Regions from separate parts of the Mus musculus genome. Here all the other regions are linked to region 1. Evidence: chromatin contacts called from public HiChIP or PLAC-seq data. All regions are on one chromosome and are shown on one strand. The core of a region is the stretch at or near the end of the contact, and the rest is flanking DNA. Distances in the headings are between cores, read along the strand shown. Region 1 has its middle 11 kb from the start of Gm15322. Region 2 holds the start of Gpbp1 (GC-rich promoter binding protein 1). Region 3 has its middle 14 kb from the start of Gm33905.

Evidence for each region. HiChIP or PLAC-seq counts read pairs in DNA pulled down with a chosen protein or histone mark.
Region 2: an H3K4me3 HiChIP or PLAC-seq map of pro-B cells shows a contact between it and region 1, with 4 times the contacts expected there. The contact joins the promoter of Gpbp1 here to the enhancer-like site in region 1. A contact is called at or near these places in 2 of 39 promoter capture datasets (the C10 cell line and pre-B cells), 1 of 484 Hi-C or Micro-C datasets (B cells), 4 of 115 datasets of contacts at active chromatin or transcription factors (the SCID.adh cell line, double positive thymocytes, pro-B cells and 1 more) and 2 of 9 other capture datasets (adipose tissue and liver).
Region 3: a contact with region 1 is called in an H3K27ac HiChIP or PLAC-seq map of double positive thymocytes, with 4 times the contacts expected there. The contact joins two enhancer-like sites. A contact is called at or near these places in 1 of 484 Hi-C or Micro-C datasets (CD4 T cells) and 4 of 115 datasets of contacts at active chromatin or transcription factors (CD8 T cells, double positive thymocytes, microglia and 1 more).

Annotation. Positions count from the first base shown.
Region 1 is chr13:111,982,442-111,985,793 of GRCm38.p6, reverse strand. No RefSeq gene overlaps it. Among named protein-coding and RNA genes, the nearest start is that of Gm15322, 11 kb to the left of the region's middle. Within about 2 kb of position 1,668, at least 85 of the 459 cell types and tissues checked have an H3K27ac peak or open chromatin away from gene starts, as enhancers often do. A contact at or near this core is called in B cells, CD8 T cells, the SCID.adh cell line and 7 more, where this site is marked.
Region 2 is chr13:111,488,473-111,491,824 of GRCm38.p6, reverse strand. It overlaps Gpbp1 (GC-rich promoter binding protein 1), which reads left to right and starts at 1,698. Exons shown (of 13, transcript NM_028487.5): 1 at 1,698-2,107.
Region 3 is chr13:112,423,846-112,427,197 of GRCm38.p6, reverse strand. No RefSeq gene overlaps it. Among named protein-coding and RNA genes, the nearest start is that of Gm33905, 14 kb to the right of the region's middle. Within about 2 kb of position 1,632, at least 79 of the 459 cell types and tissues checked have an H3K27ac peak or open chromatin away from gene starts, as enhancers often do. A contact at or near this core is called in CD8 T cells, double positive thymocytes and regulatory T cells, where this site is marked.

The DNA of each region.
Region 1 (3,352 bases), core at 419-2,918:
TGATGCACTGAAGGGTGGAGCACACCAGCTGCTTCAGGGTCATTACAGCAGAACATGACAGCCCTGAAAGGTAAGTATCGGCCTCCTCCACCTTGCAGATCAGCTCATGGTCAAGTCTGAGGACTCGGGCACCAATCACCCAACTGGGTGCTCTGGGTAGAACGCCCACTGGCCACCGAGCCTGAGCCCCTCCAGTTTCAGCACACTGGCCCTGTCCCATCCTGGAACACACTCTGATACATGCTGGGACTATGTGTGTGAGCCAGATGGCCCTAAATCCGTTCTAAACACTGCAGTGGGGTTTGGAGAAACTTAGCCCTGAAGGGACTCAGTTTACCCATTTTAAAACAGGAAAAAAGCATTCCTACCCACCTCATAGGGCTGTGGGAGAACAGCGGGGGCTGCTGTCTGTAAATCACACGGTTCATTCAGTCCCTGCCATGTGGTCACACTTGGTGACGTTGTTGATTATTAGTTTTAGTTTCTACACCAAAAATCTCTCTCTCTCTCTCTCTCTCTCTCTCTCTCTCTCTCTCTCTCTCTTTCTCTCTCTCACTCTCTCTCTCCCTCCCTCCCCGTGTGTGTGTGTGTGTGTGTGTGTGTGTGTGTGTGTGTGTGTTCAGGCCAGCACAAAACCACCCTCATCTGTACTTTTGTGTGCATTTTGTTTCATTCTGTTTTGTTTTGTTTTGGCATTTTTGTCTTATTGGTCTTTGTCTGTTTTTTATTTTGTTTTTGTGGATGGTGGTGTTGTGTTTCTTGTGAGTTTTTGTTTTGTTTTCTTTTTGTTGCTTGCAATTTTTTGTTTTTTGTTTTTTTGTTTCTTTTTAAAAGAAATAGAGAAAAGAAAGTTGAGTAGGTAAGGAGGTGTGGAGACTCTGGGAGGAGTTCGGAGTGAGAGGAACATAATCAAAATATATTGTGTGAAAAATATCCATTAAACACACACACACACATCTCGCAGGACTCAGGCCTCTCCTTCTGCCCTATAGGTGCGGGGAATGACCTCAGTTTCTCGGACTCGGCAGACTGAGTCCTTTTCCCCTCTGAGTCAGCGTACGTACACAAGAGAGTGCACTGTTATCTAACACTAATTCCTATACACATTCTAAAGGCACCCCAGCATTTTGAGCACACTTAATGTTCATGATCTGAATCAGTCAGTGCATGCAGGACTTCTTCACTGATCCCTTGTGCTGAGGAGCCAACTCTCTCCAAAGCCAGAAGTGGAACTACACAGTAGAGTTGCCATGGCAGCATCTGTCCATAATCAATGCTAGCTCCTTACTGAAGCCTTCTGAAGTAGCTGGCCCTGAGTTGTCAGGGTTGTGCGGGCTGGGAGCATCCAAGGCAGGAAACACCTGGGACTCTGCATTCACAGCAAGCAGATGTCACGTGACGACTAAAGTTATGCTGTAAGTTGACTTTACTGTGATGAAGAGATCTATAAAACAAAAACGCCTCTAACCTGTAAGCCCCACTTGCCCAGGGAGAGATAAGATTCTAGAATGCTGGGAGCTGTTGCTCATGCCAGACAACAAGCAGCACGTTTTCACTTCTGTAAACAAGGTTGGTTGCCCCAACTGCACAGGACGTGCTTCATCACAGTGGGCAGGAGGGTAGGTTGTACGTAGGCAGGAAGTATGTCAGGATACATGCTTGCCCGGATTGGATGAAGGTGGAAAGTACACAGCCCGTGGGTGTCGCCTTTATAAACCTGGCTAACGTAATTGAGGCCACTCTCTGGAAATGGGATGGATCTGGCAAGAGCCCATCATTCTGTCTAATATTTAATAAAGCTTGCTTCAAATTTGGCTTAAATCCAAATTGTGGTAATGGTCTTATTCTCACCCAGTTGGGTTAAAAATCAGAGACAAATCACGGTGCAGTGTGATGGAAACCTAGCCCCCTGTCTCTCTCTGCTGAGGTGACCCAGGCTACAGTGCAAAGTACGTTTCATAATTGTCTGCAAATTCAGCGACCAATGGCACTTACCTGAGATTTCCCATCGTTCTTTTTCTCCCCTGAGCCATCTAGCACCCCAGTGCCTTAACTGTTTCTTCCCAGAGTGCTTTGCTACGGAATCGCTTGCCTAGACACCCTCATCTCAGGGTTTGCTTCCGGAAACCTCAACCAAAACAAATTATTAGTTTTAGCAAACTGTTCACCTGATTTCTTTGTACAGTAAACAAACCAATCTCCAGGAGGAGACAGAATTGTCCTTCAGGAGGACAAGATTGCAAGTTGCAGGCATGGGTTGCTAGGTGAAATGGCACCCAGCCACCCCAGAAAGCATCTCCATTTTAGGGCTGCAAACCTCAGAAGGGAGAGCCAGTGTCTCCCTAGGCCTTCTACAGAGCCTGCACTCAAGGACATTTGCCATCGACATTGATTCAAATTTGTTTTCCTTCGCTCCCTTCATGGTTAAAAGCTCTGTTGACTGCCAATTACTGCTCACACCTGAAGAGACTAAGTCAACGGTCCAGGCAAAGGCACACATCTTACAAGCTGACTACCTCCTGGAAGTTCAGAGGCGCACAGATAAGGGAGAAGATAACCTAAAATGAAACTGAGCGAAATTCAATACCTGTTACTTAATATAGAACTGGCTTGAACTATAGAGCAAAGCAATAGTCAACAGAAAACTCAATAGAAGTGCTCTGTCCACACATTTAAAGGGCGGTACCTGATTTTAAAAAGGCCTAGACCACCAAGCTCACTGCCCTAACACACATGTGAATGGTAGGTGCTCAGGAACCTAGAAGTAGGGGCTCTAATTTTTTTGTGATGGGTCACAGCAGTTTAGATGCAAATACTGCTTCCTGCCTCCCCACTGGAGAGCCCTGACAGGCCAGCTGCTGTCTTCTCTCTCTGCACAAGAAGGGCAGCTTTGTGGAGGGGGATCACTACAGCATCTCACATTTCTATTTAGTCCTGGCTCACCTTCTTCCAATTTTCTCATCATCTCCTGAGTCCACATCAGCTAACACCCAAGTTTATAACCCCTCCCGACCCCGATACTCACCCCCCACCCCCACCCCCTTCCCTATCCCTGAGCTGTCTGGAATAAAAGCATTGGTAGGGCATAGAAGGCTGAAAAGGTCAGCTCTGAGAGCTGAAACCATAGGAACCCTTTCTCTTGTAGGTTTTCATCTTTGGGGGTCGGGGCAGCATCTTCTGGAGGATCTTGAGAATCAAAGCAGCTCAGGGAAGGGATTAGGTAGGGAGCCAGGCTGCAGGTTCAAGGCCAATACCAGCTGATACACTCTATGCATCTTGGGGCAAATCCTTGCACTGTGTATTCCTCTCTCTCTTCATTCTTCATGTTAAGGATTCTGGGACCCTCCTCAGG
Region 2 (3,352 bases), core at 449-2,948, 490 kb after region 1:
TTTGCTATGTCCTCGAGGTTAATCTGAACTCAGAGAATGCTGGGATTATAGATGTAAGGCACGACTCCAGGATATTTTAACTTTCTTGGAATAGTTTTCTCTAAAGCAGGTGCTGTTCATCTTATTTAATGCCTGACTCTTGGTGAAAGGTACCCTTTTTCTTCTCATGTCCCCATGCATTCCCTCCTCTTCCTGTTCTGCCTAGTTTGATATCAATTCTTAGAAATAGAAACCAGGTGGTGTGTCTTTGAAGGGATAAGGAGAACTCCAGGCCAGCTTGGGTTACATAGCTGAGATCCGAGCTAAATTCAAAAGCAACCCAAGTTCTTTTTCAATATACGTTAATTTTATGGATTCAGGTCTCGTGTAGTGGAAAGAGTTTGGATTAAGACTTAAAACAGAGCTGGGCGGGGTGGGGCATGGTTGTGACCCCAGAGTTTGTAAAGCAGAGGCAAAAGGATCGGGCGTTCAAGGTTCTCTACATAGCTCTTTAGAGAAAGCAACACGAATCCTTGCCTCTCCCGTCCCCACTCGACCCATATTCAAACCCACCTAAAACAAACGGAAGTTTAAACCGGGTAGGTTGAGTAGTCAAGGTCCAGGGAGTAACTGGATCATTTCTAAAATATGAAACCAGCTTATGTAAAAAGTGAGGAAAACACATCTTAGACATTGGCACGATTGAAAAAAGCATCCTTTAGTTTTAAGCCCTTTTTCCCTTTGTACCTAGGGGGCAAGATGGGTAAAGATTGAGGTACAAATTAAGGCGAGTTTACATTCGGCGAACTTATAGGGGTAACGCACTAAACTACAAACCCTATAATGCATATAAAAAGTTTCTGGGAAATGACGCTCCGGTGATTTTCCCTCTTTAGGACGCTTCTCCCTCATTTCTTCTACTTTTTTCCTTTTAGAATTAAATCTCCAACCTTTCCAGAGTGAACCTTTGGCTATATGTAGAGAAAGTGAATACCGTAACTTTTTTTTTTTAAATAATCGTTTGTGCTATGCGGATACCCAGGACAACGCTGATGAAATAATCCATCTCCTTTGGAGTTATTAGAAATAGGAATTACTAGCGCGATGCTCTCTGGCAGCCCTTCGCACTCCGGGGGAACGGTGGCTGCAGCCGAGCCTCGCGCGCCTCCCTAACCCGGCTTCCGCGTGTTAACGTCCCGCACGCTCCGCGTGGCGCGCGACTGCGGCGCCCAATCACTCAGGCAGGGCCGGCTCCGCCCACGGAGCGCTCAGGGCCCGCGCCGAGCGGCCTGCGAGCCACGGCGGGCTTCAGGCGGAGCCGAACGAACGGCGCCCGCCGCCGGCCGTTCCGGGTTGCGCGGCGCTGCCGGGCAGACTCAGAAGCGCCGCACGCCCTGCGAGCCCGCCTGCCCGTCCGGACCGCCTGCGCTCGTCCTCTCCACCCCACCGTTCCCGAGCTCGGGGAGGGCCCGCGGCTGCACAGAGGCGCTCCTCAGGGAACGGACGGGAATTCCCCCTTCCACCGAACGTTCCGGATTGTTCACCGTCCTCACGTCAGCAGCAGGGGGTAATCCCCGGCTCCAGCTGCTCCTGACGTCACCGCGCCGAGACTCCGCCTCCCCGCCCCGCCCCCCGCCCCGCCCCCGCCCTTCCCCCGCGCCAGGCCCAGCCTCCGGGTCCTCCTCAAAGCCCCGCCCCCGGTCTAGCCCCGCCCCTTCCTCTCCCCCAGGCGCCGACGTAGAGGGCGGAGCTTCCCTGACCTGGGGCGTGAGCTGCTACTTGGGCCAGAAGGTTCTGTGGTGGAGGCCCTCCTCCTCCGGCTCCGCCCAGTGGGTTCGTTTGCACCGCGGCTTCCGCACCCTTTCTTCCTCCTCTTTTCCCCTCGCCCCGCCTCCCTCCTCTTACTTCTCAACCTCTCCGCTGCGTCCCCCCTCCCTCGCCACCTTCCACGATCTCGCGAGACTTGGCCCAGAACATTGCGGATCGGGTCGGCGCCATTTTGGGACTGAGACTGGTTGTGGGGGAGGGAAAAGCGGCAAAAGGGGATTATTCAAAGTACCGAAAACCTCCTCCCGGGATCGAGCGCAGCGGCACCCCCAGGCCAGGGGCACCTCTGGTGGGGCAGAAGGTAACACAGTCCCCTGGGCCCCGGACGGGAGTCTCGGGGACCGGGGGAGGGGTTGCCCGTGTCGGCGTTGGGGCTTGAGGGGTCGGGAGCGGCGTTGGTGGCGCGAGGCGTGAGGGTGCGGGCGGCCGGGGGGCGGCGTGAGGCGTGAGGCGCGGGGCGCCCGCCCGTCCTCCCTCCCTCCCTCCCTCCCCCCGGCCGGCGTTGACTCAGCCCGGCGGAGCGGAGGCGGCGGCGGCGGCCGTGGGGCGAGGTGGGCGGCGGGCCTCGGCGGCCGTGGTGGGGGGGGGTGGTGCTCGGCGGCGAAGGCCGGGAACGGCCGGGGCGCCCGCGGCGTCGGGCTAAGACCCCAGGCCCCGGCACGCGCGCCTTCCTGGGCCACCACCAGCAAGGCGGCCCCGGGAACCGGGGAACCGGGGGACCGGGGACTGGAGTCGCGGCGTGCGGAGCCGTGGACTTCCGCCGTGTGCTCGGCGGCGCTTCGCCCTCCCCGCCGCGCCGGGCTCCGTGGCAGTTGCGGTGGTGGTGGTGGCTGCTCGCCCAAGGCGAGCGCTCCGAAGTCGCGTCGGCTCCCGAGTCCGACGGGACCTGTTTATTTTCCCGGGGAGAGCACGGTCCTTAACGGGGTGGACGGGTCGCGTCCCGCACCTCCCACCCCTGGAGTTTTGGCCGAAACCTGTTTGCTTAATTTCAAGGGAATGGGGCCGAGCACCTGGAGCCGAGCGCTGCTCTCCCGGGCTTGGGAGTCAGCCCCCGGGCGAACCGTAGCCACTCGCCCTGCCACGCTCGCCTTGCCACGCTCCCCTCCCGCCCGCCGGCCTGCCCGCCGGCCTTCCTACTAAGCCGTAGTGGGGACAATCCAGCTGCTCCGTCCTCCGAGATTGCGTTTTGGAAGGAGCGTCACGCTCCTTTCCGCCTCTCACTCTCGGAGTCGGGTTCCCCGACGCTCCGTGGCAGCACCACCTGTCCATTTGTTTTCCTTTGGCACATGGGAGAGAATCGGGGAAGAGCACTGCTGAGACCGTGGGCCACTTTCGTAGTTTGAATATTTGCTCAAAGTTTTTAAGTTGGGCGCTTGCAACCTCCAGGGTACTACCTGCACCCAGTTCCCAGTTCAAATCGGAACTCTTCAGTGATATCGTCGCCCACAGTTTTCTAACTCCCTTCATTCAGTAGACTTCATCGAGGGCTAGGAAAAGACTTTTTCCCCAGCTCTCTTTTTACGGCTGTGTGGGAAAAATTTTTTCC
Region 3 (3,352 bases), core at 383-2,882, 440 kb before region 1:
CATCTACGATCACCTTCTGGGATTTGTGTTTCTAGCTGCCTTGGGAGGAAGGAGATAAACCAAAAAAAAAAAAAAAAAAAAAAGGAGGTGACAGCTGGGTGTTGGACTCAAAATTCAGCTCTGTCCCTCTGGGTTTTCTGAGCCACTGTGATGTGATGACAACGGGCTCCTTCGAAAGATCAGATAACAGTCCCAGCTTTGCACCATTCAAGCAAAGCTTATCCCTAGAACCCGAAGATGACACACTTTCGCTTATTACTAGATTCAGGGGACCCTGGGCAAGGACTTCAGGGGATTTCTCTCTCTGTCTCTCTCTGTCTCTCTCTCTCTCTTCTTTCTTTGCTTCCTGGAATGGAACCTCCGCAGACAGATTCATTTCAGTATTGCAGCTTGAGATTAGATGCCTTTTCTACTTGCTGGCCTTCATCTTTGTTGTTTACCAACTAGATCTCACGAAGAGAAAGGCAGACAGCATTGTACTTAAAGCAGAGGTGGAGGGTGGCCTCAAAGGAAGCGTGGCTCTTACAGTGTCTGGGAAGAGAAAGACCAAGGGAGTCCCCACAGTCTGCTTAGATGGCATCTGACCATGAGCGATGGGAGGAAATGACTGCCCACCGTGTGCACTTCACCCTCCCGTCGTCTTCCTCTGCTTTCTCAGGCTGAGGACAACCCAGGTGCCTGTGCCAAGCATTTGGCCTGGGGAGGAGTGACAGCAACACAAACTTACAGGAACGCTGCCTGCCTGAAGACAGTTTCTCATCTCTCTTTCTCTCTCTTTGCTTCCTCCCAGGCTCTGGTTGCTTCAGCAGGGTCCACCCCAGGGGTGGGGGGTGGGGGTGGGGACTCTTCTGTCTGTCTTCCCTGGAGAACAGTCTCTCTTGACCTGTCTCCGCAGGTCTCTTTGCTCAGTCTTACTTCTGTCTCCTGCCCTTTCTTCAGAGCTGGGTGAAACTGGTCCTCAGCAGTGTGAAAGTGGATTCTTCATGTGCTTTTCATCTTGCTGAGTCCCGGCAACATTTTATCCTCTTCTTGCTGCGAGATTGAGGAGCAAATGGGGTCAGGGGGTGAGGAAACGATAGATTCTTTTGTTGTTGCTGTTGTTCTAGGACCCCGCTATGGAGCCCATGGTGGCCTCATGGTCACTATTTTTCCATCTCATTCTTCCAAGGAACTGTAAATTTGCTGCCATGATTAGATTTTTTTGAGACTTTTTTTTGTTTTTGTTTTTTGAATAGCGGGACAGATAAATGCATATTATGTTAGAAAATTTCTTCAATACACTTCAGAGTATTGTGTGAAAACATAGTTAATCTGTACATCAACGCATCTGTTCATTCTCCAGCAGGTAAGGACTGAGCCCTTCCACGGTGTGCCGCCATACTTTACAATAGCCTGTGCTGCTTGCTGCGAAGGAGAGAAGAGATAAAGATAAATTGTTGGTTCAAGGCTGTGCTACTCTTGGATTTACCAACAGAGAGGACACATGGACGATGATCTTTAATGAGAACAATAGAACTGTTTCAGAGGCTGTGAAGGACACCACGAAACCCAGGACAGCAAGCGTGACAGATCAGGGCTCATGCTTGTACTCCACAAAGCTGTGGTTCCCCTCATCTCCAGCCCACGTTAGCTGTCACAGTGGCTAGCGGGCTGCTCTCTGCTGTTAGTAGCATCTCTTTGTGGGAATATCAGTGTGACTGTGGACAGAGGTTCAAGCTGAATTCTATTTATAGCATCTGGTGAGTCATTTATGTCACCTTGACAAAAGCCAGCTCCAGAGCCAACTTGCCATTACTCTATTAGAAAAGCATTCTCATCGGAATATTCTGATGAAACCAAAAGCAAGCTGTAAAATCCTCCTCGCAGCTTGCATGCCTGTCTTTTCATTGGCCTAATGTGATAATCCTTACACTCAACACTGCACCATGCGACAAGAGCACCTGTGGCTCTCAGTGCCTCTCAACACGTAGGGTTTCTTCCTGCCTGACATGGTGAGCTCCAGGACAGCCGGAGCTACATAGTGAGACCCTGCCTCCAAAACAAACAAACAAACAAACAAACACACACTAATCAAACAAATAAACAAAGGCTTTTTCTTAAAGGAAGTAGAGAGGGGAGATAATTTTCTGGTAGTTTTCTGCAGAGTTAACTTAGCAATTGGCCTGGAAAATATGCTAACCAACCAAGCTTCAAAAAGTCTTTCCACTCCTGCAAAGACTTTGAAGCACCGGCGACTTTGGTCTCTGTGACATTTCCACATTTGGCATTGACACCGGCCACTTTGATTTCAGCAGAGGAGAGATATGCTCAATGTAAAGGCTTTGAAGCTGCAGTTTTATCACTCAGTTTGAAAAAACAACCTCTGTGGTTAAGCATGCTAAATCCCCCTGCACTTTCATAGCAGTTTGGTTAAATGTTACTTTGTGGCGGTTGGAGAGTGAATGGGAGGTAACAGACGCGGTGCTGTTTCTGAAACAGGTGCAAAGGACGCTCTCATCTCCTAAGCATGCCACTGGCAGAGGCTCCTCATCAGACTTTATGCTTTGTTAAATGGAACAAAGTAACACCGATACCCGGGTCCAAGTGTCTAGACCTTTTGTAGATTGATAATGGGACTGTAATATGGTAAAGACCACTTGGAAAAGTATGGACGTTTCCCATCAAGTCTAAAGTACAAGTAATATACAGTGTTACAACTTCAGTCTTATCTATTTAAGTCAAGAGAAATGAAACTATATAACTGGGGGCTGGAGAGATCACCCAGTGGCTAGGAGGGTGTTCAGCTTGTGTAGAGGAGCTAAGTTTTGCTTCCCAGCATTCATGTTGACTGACACACAACCACCTGTAACTCCAGCGATAGGGGATCCAGTGCCCTCTTCTGGACCCACCTAGTACCTGAATTATTGAACACACACACATATACTCTCTCTCTCTCTCTCTCTCTCTCTTAAAAATAAAGCAAACTTTTAAAAATCCATAAAACTGGGCACAGAGTGGCTTGTGTGGTGAGCACAGAGGACAGAAGGGCCATCAGGGTCATGACAATCTGAGGAACTGTGGCGTGGAGCAAGGATCAGGGAGACAAGATGAGGCAGAGCCAGCGTTAGCCTTGGTGGGCTGCAGCGGGGATTTGGGCTTCTGTTCTGAGAACAATAAGAGAGCATTAAAATATTGAAAGCCAGAGGTGGTTCATCATATGTGACTTTTAAATAGATCAGTCTATTCGCAATTTAGGGATGAAGGCTGTTGAACTACTGTGTTAGTCAGGGTTTCTATTCCTGCACAAAAAATCATGACCAAGAAGCAAGTTGGGGAGGAAAGGTTTTTTTTTCAGCGTATACTTCCACATTGC